Linked DNA regions of Pan troglodytes: region 1 is linked to region 2. A link is a contact called in public Hi-C data. All regions are on one chromosome and are shown on one strand. Each heading gives the region's core, a stretch centred on a gene start, on an enhancer-like site or on the middle of the called end of the contact. The rest is flanking DNA. Distances are from core to core; before and after follow the strand shown. Region 1 holds the start of EN1 (engrailed homeobox 1). Region 2 has its middle 180 kb from the start of EN1.

What was found. A called contact is a pair of places that touch in the nucleus more often than the background predicts.
Region 1: a Hi-C map of stem cell-derived neural progenitor cells shows a contact between it and region 2, with 2.3 times the contacts expected there. The contact joins the promoter of EN1 here to the enhancer-like site in region 2. A contact is called at or near these places in 2 of 7 Hi-C or Micro-C datasets (induced pluripotent stem cells and stem cell-derived neural progenitor cells) and 1 of 1 other capture datasets (stem cell-derived neural stem cells).

What each region holds. Positions count from the first base shown.
Region 1 is chr13:19,542,762-19,549,600 of NHGRI_mPanTro3-v2.0_pri, forward strand. It overlaps EN1 (engrailed homeobox 1), which reads right to left and starts at 4,399. Exons shown (of 2, transcript XM_016949579.3): 1 at 2,897-4,399. The coding sequence starts at 3,770.
Region 2 is chr13:19,365,404-19,371,604 of NHGRI_mPanTro3-v2.0_pri, forward strand. No RefSeq gene overlaps it. Among named protein-coding and RNA genes, the nearest start is that of EN1, 180 kb to the right of the region's middle. Within about 2 kb of position 2,063, at least 4 of the 24 cell types and tissues checked have an H3K27ac peak or open chromatin away from gene starts, as enhancers often do. A contact at or near this core is called in stem cell-derived neural progenitor cells and stem cell-derived neural stem cells, where this site is marked.

The DNA of each region.
Region 1 (6,839 bases), core at 3,149-5,648, 180 kb after region 2:
TGCTGAACCCCTGGCTCCCTCCCGCCAGCCTCGATCGAAGTGCTCCTCACCAGACCACTGGGGTCTCCGGGTTCCCTTTGGGAGGGCAAAGGAGCAGTGAAGGAAAGCTGGTTGAGGTTGTAGGTGCACCCCACACCCCAATTCTCACAGGACAGTCAGGGACAGACCGAAATCACAACATTTCCAAGCCAAGAAGGCAGGAATCCAAGATGAGGAGATATTTGGGGCTCATGTGGCCCAGCCCAGAGTTGGGGGTCAGGGGCCTGCTGTCCTCACAGCCCCAGAATAGATAGGACTGGGGCAGTGAGGGCAGGCCCTGGGGGAGTCGCCAGCCTGCAAACAAATCTTCCTCTCCTCAAGAATCATACCTACAGGAGAAACTACAATAAGACCCCATCTGCTTGTAGCTATTGACCTCAGAAAACAACGGGATAGTGAGCCGGCTGGGAGAGGGCTGCTTAGCTCCAAAGTATTTGGTGTCTGCCCCCCTCCCCGCACCCCACCCTCCCACACACACCTCCTCGCCTTCTTTCTCTTTGGCCTAAAGGAAGCCTTTTCTAGGGTCTCAGGGATGCAGGGACCACCCCTTCTCTGAAGGAGAAAAGGCCCTGATCCATCCTCATGACCCTGGCCCTGGGTTTTCAGCCTTGCCCCTTGGATGGTGCCAATAAGAAAGGGAGGGCCTTCCACATTCCTCTAACCGGCTGCGTGGGGCAGGGTCTCTCTTATCTGGGTCTTCCTTATCTCCCCTTTCAACTGATGCAATTTCAGGATTAAAAACTCCTGAATAACAAAAACAAGCCAGATTGGCTTTCTCTGCCTACTGATGACATTTGCAAGGAGACTGCAGCCCCTTCCCCCACCTATGAGCAAAAAGGAGAGGGAGGGAGACAGGGACAATCCAGAAAAAAAAAAAAAGTGCTTTGACCACCAGATAGGAATGGGAAGGGGCCACAGGAAACCTCCTTAGGAAGGTGAAGTTCCCCTCAAATACTAGTCTGGGAGGAGGGCCCACTGAGAAAGGAAGGAGGGAAAGCGGGAAAACCAGGAGAGGATTGAACTGTTGGTGTGTGCCTCAAAAGCCTGCACCTCTGCCCACCTGCTTCCATACCCAAGTCTTCTGGCATTTACTTGCTGGGTCCTGCCTTGGATATGGTAGCTTGCTGAACCAAGTTAAGTCCCCGTCAGGCCTGTTCATCTCTAAAACTGTCAGGAAAGAAGGATCTTTGCCGGCATCTCCAAACCTAGCTACAGAGAGGAAGGCTGGGCAGCCTACTCCTGGGGCAGGCAGGAGGCTGGGGTAACCAGCTGTCCTATGACAAAGAGTCCAGGCCTAGCATACTGCAGCGACTCAGATCTGGGTCGAGGCTCATCCCCTCCTCCCCCAACTGCCCAAGCAGGAGAAGGAGCTGGTCCCCTACCTACCTAGGCCCATAAGAAGGAAAGTGGCCAAGAACAAAGCCAAGGCCCTCTCCAGAGCAGAACTGGGGTTTTGATTCGTAATTAGCTGAGCGGGGAGAAATAGCCCAGGAAATGCACACAGCCCCAAAAAGGCCCCACTGCGCGTTCTGCATCCGGGACATGTTGAAGTGTTGTTGTATGTGTGTGCAGAGGCACGGACTCTTGTAATAAAATCGTAGTCTCCCGGCCAGCCCGAGCCGTGCAGCCTGACAGCTCAATCACTCTATCCATCAGGCGAGTCAATCAAAGCAGCTTTTCGGAGGTTCAGGGAGCCCGACGTGTCAATAACGGGGCTCGAGATGGCGGGAGCTGATAGTGCGCATCGATCCGCGCCCGGCCGGCAGCTGTGGGGCGGCGAGAGACCAGCCAGAGGAAAGAGGCGCGTGGCTACGTTGTTCCCGGCCCCCTGCAGGACCGGGTGCCTGGAGTGCTGATCTTGGGCCAAAGCTTCTGCCGCTCTCCCAGACACTGCGGGCCGGGGCGTCGGGCAGGCCTTGGCCTTCTCTCCCGGAGCCCAGCTCAGGTCTCCTCCTCGGGTTCGCCAAGCGCGAGGGGCACACGGAAAAGTGATGGAAGGAAAGCCGAGAAAAACAGGCCTACGGATGCCAGAAATCTGCTGGATGTGCGGGTGAAAAAAGGAAAGCGCCGCGCGGGGAGGATGTGGGAGCCGTTCCGCGGAGAAGCTACGGAGGAAACTGGCTCTCATGCCCTTGGCCACGCTTCCTGGCCTGAGCCTGACCTGTTTTCTCTCCTCTCCCACTGTTTTTCAGCTCCAGAAAACCAGGGGCAGCCAGCACCCACCTTTTTGGCAACTGCCTTTCCCTGGTTTCTACCCACCCGGGTCAGACTCTTTTCGCTACCCAGCCGGGGGAGAGGGACGGCTTTCAGACGCTTTCCTCCCTGTCATCCTGTGTTTCCCATGTTTATCAATGTAAACGGTCTCTCCGCAGAAAATATCGAGATGGTGTTTGTGTTTGTAAGGACACACAGTGAATATAATTTTTCTGAACAAGGCCTTCTCTGGTCAAATCTGGCCTTCGGACGATCAGGCTGGTGGGATTTCAGACACACATCACTAGGCCCACCTTCCTGCCATATCTAAACACCCTGGAAAGAAAATCACTGACTATGTACTTTTCCTAAGAATAATAAAGATAAGAGACAAAGAAGGCCCCAGGGATTCAGAGTTCAAAATCAAAGAATCGAGACCCGAGCCTCCTGTGCCACGAGCTGTAGCTTCTCGGGTGGTGGCCGCAGAGGCCAGGATCGCATAGCTGGATGAACATTCGGTTGTGACTGGAACTGGGGTGAGGAAGCAGGCGTGAGAGACTGGAGTACCCGAGGCCGGGTTTGCTCTCCCTAGCGCCGCAGCTTGGCGTTCTGGGGCGGTCCGCGGGGCCAGAAGGCATGGCGCAGCCCGGAGTTGGGTACTCACCGGAGGATGGACGATCCGAATAACGTGTGCAGTACACCCAGGCGGGCCATACGAGAGGCTGCTGCGAGTCAGTTTTGACCACGGGCCCGCCGTTGGCTGAGCCCATCAGTAGGATAGCCGGGTTGCCGTGCTCCGGGTATTTGGTGCCCTGCGCTCCGGGGCTCCCCGCGCCGCCTCCACTGCCGCCGCCACCGCTGTCCGAGGGCTTGGCTGCTGCGGCCGCCGCCGCCGCTGCCACTGCCGCCGCGGCCGCTGCCGCCGCCGCCGCCGCCGCCGCAGCCGGGTTCCCAGCTTTAGACGCGCCCGCGCCGGCGGCGGCTGGCTGGGAGCCGTCGGGTGGGCCACAGTTCGCGTCTGGGGCGCACAGGAGCGAGGCAGCGCCTGGCGCCCGGGTGCCCAACGGGTGGACAGGGTCTCTACCTGCGGCAGTCTGGCCTCTGTCACGCTCGACCCGGCCTCCTCCTCCTGCGCCTCCTCTGGCCGCCGCAGCCACCAGAAGCTGCGGTGGCGGCTGCTCCTTTTTGCAGCCGAAGTCCGGCCTCAGGATGTTGTCGATGAAAAAGTTGGTGGTGCGGTGCAGCTGGGCCGCTGGCTGCGGCTGGTGAGCAGGCGCCGCGAGATGCTGAGGCGGCGGGGGCGGGGGGTGTGGGGGGAGGTGCGGGTGGTGGGCCAGGGGCGGCAGGCAAGGCGCCGCGGGCGGCGAGGGGGGCGCAGGCTGCGGGGACACCGGCACGCTGTCTCCATCGCTGCCGCTGCCGCTGCTGCCGCTGGCGCCCGGACTGAGGCTCAGGCTGAGGCCGCCCGGAGTCGCCGCCGCCGCCGCGCCGAGGGCCGAGTCGCGCTGACTTTTAGGTTCCGGCTGCTGTTCTTCCATGCTCGGCCGCCCCGCCGCCCCGGCCGCCGCGCCGGCCCCCGCCCCCACCGCCTCGCTCCCCACCCCACTTTGCCAGCGGCCCGTGGGGGTGCGCGGAGGAAGGAGGCAGGCGAAGCCCCAGCGAAGGCACGGGGCGGGTGCAGGAAAAAAGCTCAGGCGTCTGGCCTGGATTGCTCGTTCTTATCTAGCAGATAGATCTCGCTGTCTCTCCCTCTCTAATTTGTAGACATCCAGATATGGAGACACTTGGCTATTTCTTTTTTCTTTCTGCAACCAGATTCAATGATTTGATTTAAATGGGGAGTAAGCCACGGCCAAAAAAATGAAGGAAAAAAAGAAAAAAGGAAAAAGAAAGGAAGAAAAAAAGAAAAAAGCTCCAATAATTTTTTTCTTAAAGGGAAAAAAATAGTATTTAAAGTCTAGCCATCTTCCTAGGCAGTAGTGAGGGGTTTGACTTCCCCGAGTGTCACGCTCAGCTGTGCCCAGAGCGTGAGGCTGGCAGCGCCTTTAATCGCCTTTGCTTTTTTTGCAGGGAGAGAGCGTCTCCGCCAGCGCCGGGCTGGGTTTTTTTTTTTTTTCAAATCTCTGACAGCTCGGATCTTTGCACAAACTCTCTCGCTTAAAAAAAAAATCACCCAGGCACACTTTTTGCCTTCAAACCGGAAGCACGTGAGTCAGGGCCGCACGTGTGCGGAGCCAATGGCGAGCCGGGACTCGCGCTGACACTCGGGCCTCGGCCCAATGGGCGCGCGCGGGACTTTGCGGATAAATAATCCGGGGGCGTCAGCCGCTGGCTGAGAGGGGGCGCCGCGGCGCTGGCCCTGTGCGTCGGGTCCGCCCTCCCCCACCCGCGCCCGCGCCCGCACCCGCTTCCCTCCCCCTCCTTCAGGACGGGATCGAGGAGGGGGCAGAAGAAACCCAGGAGGGGTGAATTTTGGGATGTAGGCAAATGGAGAAGCAACTCCATAAACAACTTGTTAGAGAAATGCAGGATTATGGGTCTGTGAGCTCCGGGAGCAGGGGCAGTAGGCAGGAGCCTGGCTGTTTTGCACCCCCTCGCCTAAGAAACTCAGCTTTTTATTTTCTCCTCTGTCTCTGGTTGCTGTTATTGAAGGATGGGTGGTTGTTGTCACTGCCCGTTTGTGTGTTTGTGGGTGGGTGTGGGTTTGGGTGTGTGTAGTGGAGGGAGGGGGAGTGAGACAGGGAGGTCGGTGATGTGAAATAGACCTAGAGTTAGTTACTTTCAGAGGCGCAATTTGTTTTTCACAAATAGCAAAATCTGAAAGGCCCGCTGCGCCTAGCTAGCGTCGCACGTTTACGTTTGTACGTCTCCTGCCGGCCCGCTGCATTGCTTTCCCTTTGTGGGGAATCCGCACCCATGCCCTTCCCGGTCCAGACTTTCGACAACACCCTGGAGCTGCCCTGGCGCCATAGAGCCAAGCCCAGAGGGCTAGGAATAGCCCCAGAGCCAGTCGCCTGGACCTTCCCTGGCAGGGGAGTCCGGGCAACACAGATTAATCTCAGGAGGGCCCCGGGGCCGGCGAGTCAGAACGCGGATGCGCGCTAGGCCCTAGCTTTTAGAGTTCAGGGTAACCTCTGTGTTAGATTTCCCTGCAAAGTAAAATCAAATAAATAAAAGCGCTGCACCCCAAGTATTTGCCCTGGCCAGCTGAAGTTGTGAACAGGGAGTTTCCCTCAATTGCCGGGTGACTGAATTTCCTGGGATTGCTCCCAACTCCCTGGGTGCCTCCGGCTCCAGCTCTGTGCGTTCTTCCCTAGTTTGAGGGGAATGCCGTTCCTCCAGCTGCTATAATTCTCCCGTCTGCGGATCTCTTTTTCGCTATTTCCTGGTCGAGGCACCCCCAAAATTTTCTCATAACCGGGAATGTGAGGGACGGGGGTGGCGTGTGGACTGAAGCTCTAGGCACCTGCGGGACTTGTCTCCGGATTCGTTTTGGAGGACCAGTATCCGACTATGCTGAAGCCTGCGGTGGCCGAGAAAGGCGTCAGCAAACGAGGCCTTCGGAGGTGTCATCTTAGAGCTCCAGCGGACCTCCTCGCCCAGAACGCCCTCCGCAACTGGGACAGTAGAGAAAGGTTCTCTTTGGAAATATTGTCTATTTGTGACATGCGAAAGAATCCCCCTACCTCCAGTTTTCCAGAAAAGTCACAGGGGGTTAGGCTAGGAGGAACATTCAACTAAACCCACAACAAGCCGAACCACCACCACAGTAGCTGAAGTTTCTCAAAAGGGCTGGTGGAGAGCAGGAATTTGTATTGCTCACCGCATCTTGGGAGCAGGCGAGGGTCCCCCGATTTCCGGGGCTGAGTTCCCGGCTAGACTTGCGCTGCAGCCTAGGGGAGAAAACCTCTCTCCCTAACGCTGCACTGCAGTCTTCTCTACCTTCCCAAGCCGCCTCCAACCCCACCTTGGAGTCTCCCGAGTCCTCTTCAGTCGCACACCCAAGGGCTCCCCGAAATCTCCAGGCGCCCCCACCCCTTCTCCCCGAAATGGGGGTGGGATTTTATTTATATTTAAGTTCGCAAAATTGAAATCTTTATCCCGCAAGCAAGCGTGGGTACTTAATTAAATTCTAATTAGGACACTATCAATATCCTATTTAGCTGCGTAGCTTTTGTGCGCCGCAGTCCCTTTCAGCGCGGTAAATAGGGTCTCGACGCCTTATCTCGCCTGCAGGAGACGCCTCGAGAAGGGCTGCGGAAGATAATTTATAGGTTTTAATTACTCTTCATTCCGCCTGATCAGCTTGGCGTTCATCACAGGCCTGTGAATAAAACCCTGGTCAAAAGCTCTGTCACATCGCGCTGGCAAGACGCTTAATCAAAGTGAGCGGCCCCGCGCGCCGCGCGGCCCGGCTCCTCCACGTAATTTCCAGCCAGCTGATAAAGCCAGCTGAATAATGCGGCGGCCCTTTGGAGACACCATTTACAGAAATGACTTTATTGACGGCTTAACGTCGGTAATTCATTTTACCTTTCATGTAGTGGAGCCCGGATTTGTTACAGTAATGGGATGATAAATGCACCCGCGGCCCACGAGCTCGAGCT
Region 2 (6,201 bases), core at 813-3,312:
CTAAAAATGTATGTACAGAGGGAAATGACACAACTCTCTGTGCCCTCTGAGGTAAATGCAGATACTAAAACTTGTCTTAGAGGAAAACGGTAAATCTTTATTGATCTAAAACTTTTTAAAAATCAGGAAAACATTCACAGATGTCAAGGTTTCATTAAGTTTTAACTTAATGAAAAGGTGAGTGAAATTATAAGTGAGAAAATTATGTTATTTAAGATGCAAATTATAGTAATAAAATTAGGTAGGTAGATGGTGAAAGACTCAACTCTCATCATTACAGAATATAGGACAATTTCATCACAAACATAAAAGTTTTATCAATTGGAGTCTATAAATTTTGCGAAGAATTTTAATTCAACTATTTCTCTTGATTCCAATAATATCTGAGCAGTAAGCAAAGCAAGAGTTAGTCCCTTATTTAACCACCCATAAACCTGAAATCATAAGAGGTAAAGTGACTTACCCAAGATCACACAGTTGCTTAACAATGGGGTTGCTACTAAAGTCTGAGCTCTCTGTGATCAAACATCTATCTTACTCTCCCACTTCACCCTCTGGGGTTGAAGCCATGTTGATTGATTTCTTGCTTCTGTAAGCTCTTGGCTAGAAAAAGCTAATACATTTATATGGGATTTGGATTCAGCACAAATTTTTTAGTGTCTACCTAAGCAGTCTAAAAAAGCACTTTCACCTACTTAATCTGGTTGGAATCTCAAAACTCTAAAAACTTCCCATGAAGATTAATTAATCAATTTTTTTCTAGCGTCACATGTCTAAAACCTCAAAATGCCACTGCAGTGATCTGTAATAATAAAGTACCACAATAATTAAATCTTTAAAATCACTCCAACATGGGATTCCTAAGTCTGAACCACAGTTCTGCCACTCATTAGCCATATGACCTTAGGCAAATGATTTAACTTCTCCAAGGGTCAGTTTTCTAACCCTAAAAATGGGACAATACCTATTCATCCAGCACACAAGAAATTTCTTGTTGCACGGTAAGGGATCAACAATTGTTAGTTTTCTCCCTTCCCTTGCTCAAGTCTTTTTAAAATTTCATTTGTTAAAATAATTATTGTTTTTCTAGGATCATTGTGCTCAAAAACCACTCGACTATTGCATTAATGGATTTTTTATTCAGAATCTTCATGTGATACTATCCATTCATTCACAAATATTTATGTGCAGCCACTGTTCCGAGTACTGGTCATATGGTGGTGAACAAAACAAACAAAGCTTTGGTCATCAGAGAGCTTCCATTCAACAAACTGGACAACTTCTTGGCTTTGGTCAGTATTTCCACATGTGGAGGGTAAGCAACTTCATTGGTAAAAGCCAGAAGACTCATCCTGTGACTTGGCCTTACCAGACGCTCTCTGGTCCACTCACTTTCTCCAAGGCAAAGATCAGATCCCTAGGAGGCATGCTCCCTGATGCACAGAAAGGTAGCAAGCGCCTGCCGTGGACTCCTTTGCGGCCACTATAGCAATCTGACTCTGCTCCAGGGGACTTGGTCACTGGGGTCAAGTTCTTATCCAGTCCCATACAGTACCCCCACAAACAATGGGGGGGACTTGGAGGTGACTTGGTGTCACAGCTTGCCCCAAAGTTGGGTTTATCCTAAGTGTGGTTCTGAGTCAGCTCTCCTGACTTTTCCTAAATGACAGATGCATGTCCAGCAAATGAGAGGTGGTGACAAATTACATCACCTCAAGGGCCCTGACTTATGCCAGCATCCTCTCCCTTCCCTCTCTGCCACAGGGCTTACTTCCAAGTGGCCTTTATGAGCTAAAACAAAACAAAAAGCCAGCCAAGTCTGCCAAAGTTGTGTGGCCTCCCATGCCCCCTAGGTCTGTCCATATTCTAAGACCTGGCCTGGAGTCCCTGGGGATGCCCAGCATCAAGCAGGTTGCAGCAGGGAACAAGCCACGAAAGCATCTGTGTGGCACCATGATCAGGCCCATTTTTTTATTTTAATTTCCCTTCTCAGTGGCTCCTAACCAAATCATTCTCTAGGTTTGAAAGGGCTCTGCAGGAATGCAGAGAAAAGGACGGTGACTCAGAAGATGGTTACCGCGTCATCTGCTTTGCATTGTCGAGTACATTTTTCACATGTTACTGGGTGAAGTTAGCAATAAAGGGCACCAAATGCTAGAAATAGAACAAAAAGAGATAAAGAAAGGGGAAAAAAAGAGAAAAAATTCTTATTTCCTCCAGAGAAATCTGTCTTGATTCAGGACCACTGGTGTTATAGGAAAAATCATTTTGCTTTTGAACAGCTCTTTCTGACTCACTTGTTGGAAAGAATGTGCTGAACAAATAACCCCCTTCTCCCCCCAAACAGCTTTGCTGAAATCCGAACGCTCTAAGTTCTCCTTGTTGACTTGTGAAAGAGATCTCTCTATATTCATATGGGCTCTGTGCACGTCACATGATACCAATACATTCCAAATGCTAAGATACAAGATTACTACTTAACCATAGAACAAACCAACAGGAATTTTAATCAAGACAATATCCAATAATGAATAAAGATGGAATGTTTTGGAAGGATTCCAGAATACACATTTGGGAATTTTTAATCTTGCTCGTCTTTGAATGTAGCAAAAATACTTTAAACTTTTCTGACTATGCCATTTTAGGCTGCATCCAGAAACCAGCTACTATCTAAGGTATTAAAGCATTTCATCTTCACAGACATTGAATTTGCAAATCTATTTCAGTAATTGATACCAGATTAACTGAAATATGAATCAACAGACAACTTTCTTTAAAGACATTCTATAAGCTGAGTTATTTTATGATATAAAAGATGAAAAGAAATCAAGATAATAGTGATCATTTTGTGGCAAGAATATTTCTATATTTTAGGATTTGTTTTATTTTAATGTTTGTATTCAGACCAGGTTTATTTGTAATAGCTTATCACATTGCTTCATTAAGCCATACTCAGCTATTGGTGGCCAAACATTTAGCATGAGTTTGAAGGTTATCTGAATCATCACTAAATGTAAAGCTTTTTTATAACAATAATTATAATCAGGTGTAACTTACCCAAAATGAGAATTTTGGCATATTTTAACTGCTTTTGAGAGAGTTATGGCTGTAAGAAGGCAGTGGCCTAGTAATGAGTTTACAAGTTTAGGATACTGAGGCTCTTTTTCCTGATGGGTGGGGATTTTCCACACCCACCATGACAGCTACCACCAAATGGAACCAAGACAATTCCCCTTCCACAAGGCTGCTTTGAGCACTGGTGTTTGGGTCTTTGAAAGGGACCAAGCTATGGCTGGAAAAAAGATGCTAAAAGTGGAACATAGATTAAACGTGACACGTTACACTATAGGAAAGGTATTTGTGAAGACCATGCAGCAGATCAAAGACTCCACTGCACTTATTTTTGTCTTCACACACCTACTAAACCTGTATTTCTGCTGATTAGTGAAATTCTAGCTCTTTGACAATCCCAGGACCCTAAATTGATATATCATCCAGCAGCATTAAAATGTTGGTTTTGCATGATTAAAAGTGTGGGTGCACAATTTCACTGGGAGGAATGAGAGTCGTGAGCCATTTAAAGTAAATCAAGACTAAACAAGGAAAATGAGAAAAATGGCCTGTGCAATTGCCCGGTTAGTCATCTCAGTATCCCAGCTGAAGGGGAGATTAGAACTAAGGTCTGAGCTGGGGATATTTCCAAGGGGTGGATGCTAGTTTTAGGGCAGATTCTCTGGCATACTCTGATTAAGCCACTAATTTGGGTCAGAAGGAGGGAAACAGAGCTAGTAATGCATTTCTGAGTCCATCTCAAGAGAGTAATTGATCAATGTCTGCTTTATTTCTTTTTCACTTTATGTATTTGTTTTCCAAAAAAAAGGGAATTATTTTCAAATCATTTTGAATATTACAGATTTTATCTGGGTATCCTAACCAAGAATTCCAGATAGAATCTAGTATATACAGTGAAAGTTAAAACACTGAATAACTGTAAGCCAGAGAAGAAACTCATCCCAGAAAAGATTTTACAGTATTCCCAGAGAATAGGAGACGCTAATAGAGTTATATATGTTTTAAGAGGTAGATACAATCACGTGTGCACAATATAAAACAGAAGGTTTTTAATGATTGAAAAAGGAGGGGAAAACGCTATTTGGTAGTAGCTTGGTGAACTTTGGCTGAACTTCTCTGTTTGGCAGGCTCTGGTGCGGACAGTCTAGGATGAGGCATTAGGGCTCGCATCTGAGAAGTTGACATCAAGCAGACAGCAAGACATGATATCTTATTTTCCTGAGCCATGCTGACACAAATTGAACTCCCCTTATTATTTTCTTATGCCTGTAAAGTTGCACTTGGAATTTAAGCATTTTGTGTGCAGATGTTGAGGGCCGGGTTGGTTTAATTTAAATAATTTGCAGATTGTTTAGTAGCACTCCAAAGACGGCAGTGTTCTTCATCTGAGTTCAATTTTATGAGCTTTGGTTTCTGATCTTCTGCAAGGTAAAACTGAAGCTTTAAAAAACCCCAGTGCTCTAAAGACCCTGCTGCTGCTGCTGTTGCTGCTGCTGCTGCTGGCTTTGTCAATGGAAGAAAATGAAGACCCGGCAATGTTGTCTCTAATTTGCTCAACTTTTTACTTTTCCCTGGTTCTTTACTTTGGAAAAAACAAAGTGCCTTAGGAAGAATTGGATGGGGGCTGGGAGGATGCACTGAGATGGTAAAGCATCAAAATCAAAAATCAGAAATAATGAGGACTGACTTGTTATAAAATACTTGTTCCCGTCTCTCTGACTATAGAATCACTTGGTTTCCAATTTTTTCCGGGCCATAGCAATTATGCATTTGCACTGTTTATGCAGCCCCTTCTCCATCAGACATTTCTTTCACTGATGTTTACTTACCCACTTTTTCTAAAGATTATATGTGACCTCCCTGGAGCCCAGGCATAGATGCATGATTGTATTCCCATTTATATACGAGTCGATTGCCTTCATTCTCCAGCGTAGGATTTGTTTGCCCAGCTAGGCCCCACATACTAAACAAAATGAGGGAATGCTTCTTGGAAGAAAGTAAGATGTCAGTGTACATTACAACCCCCCTGGGGTAAATGGAGAGCATTCATAAAGACTAAAGAAATGTGCTTTATAATGAAATGTACCTCATATAATTTATGACCCAATACTCAGAGATGAGTTTTTCTCTTTGGGAATGTATGTCTGTATGTGAGAGAGAAGACAGTGTGTGATTATATAAAATTCTTAATAATAATCTGGGGAAAATATGTTCTTTCTAGTTTGGGCAATGACCAAAAGTGATTTGCAATGACCTCTGTGAGTTCCCAAAGAGGATGTGAAGTTCTCCCCATCGCCCACTGCGGTCATAGTGCTGGGTGTGGTCATGGCTTTGACCTTAGACACAGAGAAATTTCTCTCCCACACAAAGGGGAGGGGAGAGTGGGATATGCAGAAAGAGGTGAATGGTATGTTGGCGTGGGGCTGGGGAGTGTGGGTACATGTGTTAGAGGAGAGAGATCCATTCTTCCCTTCCAGCTGCAGTTGTCTCTGAGCTCTGGTCCCTAAACCAGCCCTCAGCTGTGATGGACTAAATTGCAAGAGAAAAAGACCCACAATTGGAGTTGAAAGTAGTGAGGTGTCAGCACAGAGTCTCTATTTCTCCCTTGTAATGGACAAGTAAGAGTGGCTCTGACCAAATTCTTTTTTTCTCTAGAAAACACCAATAAAACATGTTTTTGCATTAACTACCATATTGAAAATTCTCACAGAGGCCTCAATTTTGACCTTTTGAATAAGAATTGAGGTAACTTTCCTACAAATGCAGCTAATGTGGCAGGAATTACAGTTTATCATAAGGTTTTAGAGTGTGAAGTGATCATAGAAATAATCTAGGCTGAGCCCCTCATCATTCAGATAAGAAACTGACATGTGAGGAGGCAACATGACTCAGCCAAGTTCACATGGCTTGTTAGTAGAAGAGTAAAGCCCAGAGGCCAGGGCTTCTGATACCCTGCCCAGTCCTCCTTCCTTTCCTGCTTCACCCAAGATGACCATTGCGAAAAAGGAGGGACAGAGGTCTCCATGCTGTACCAGGAAAGAAAGTCCAGAGATTGCTAACCCAGCTTGACAAGTGAATTGATCTGTAAGTCCTCTTTCTTGCCACATCCAACCCAGAAAAACTCAAACA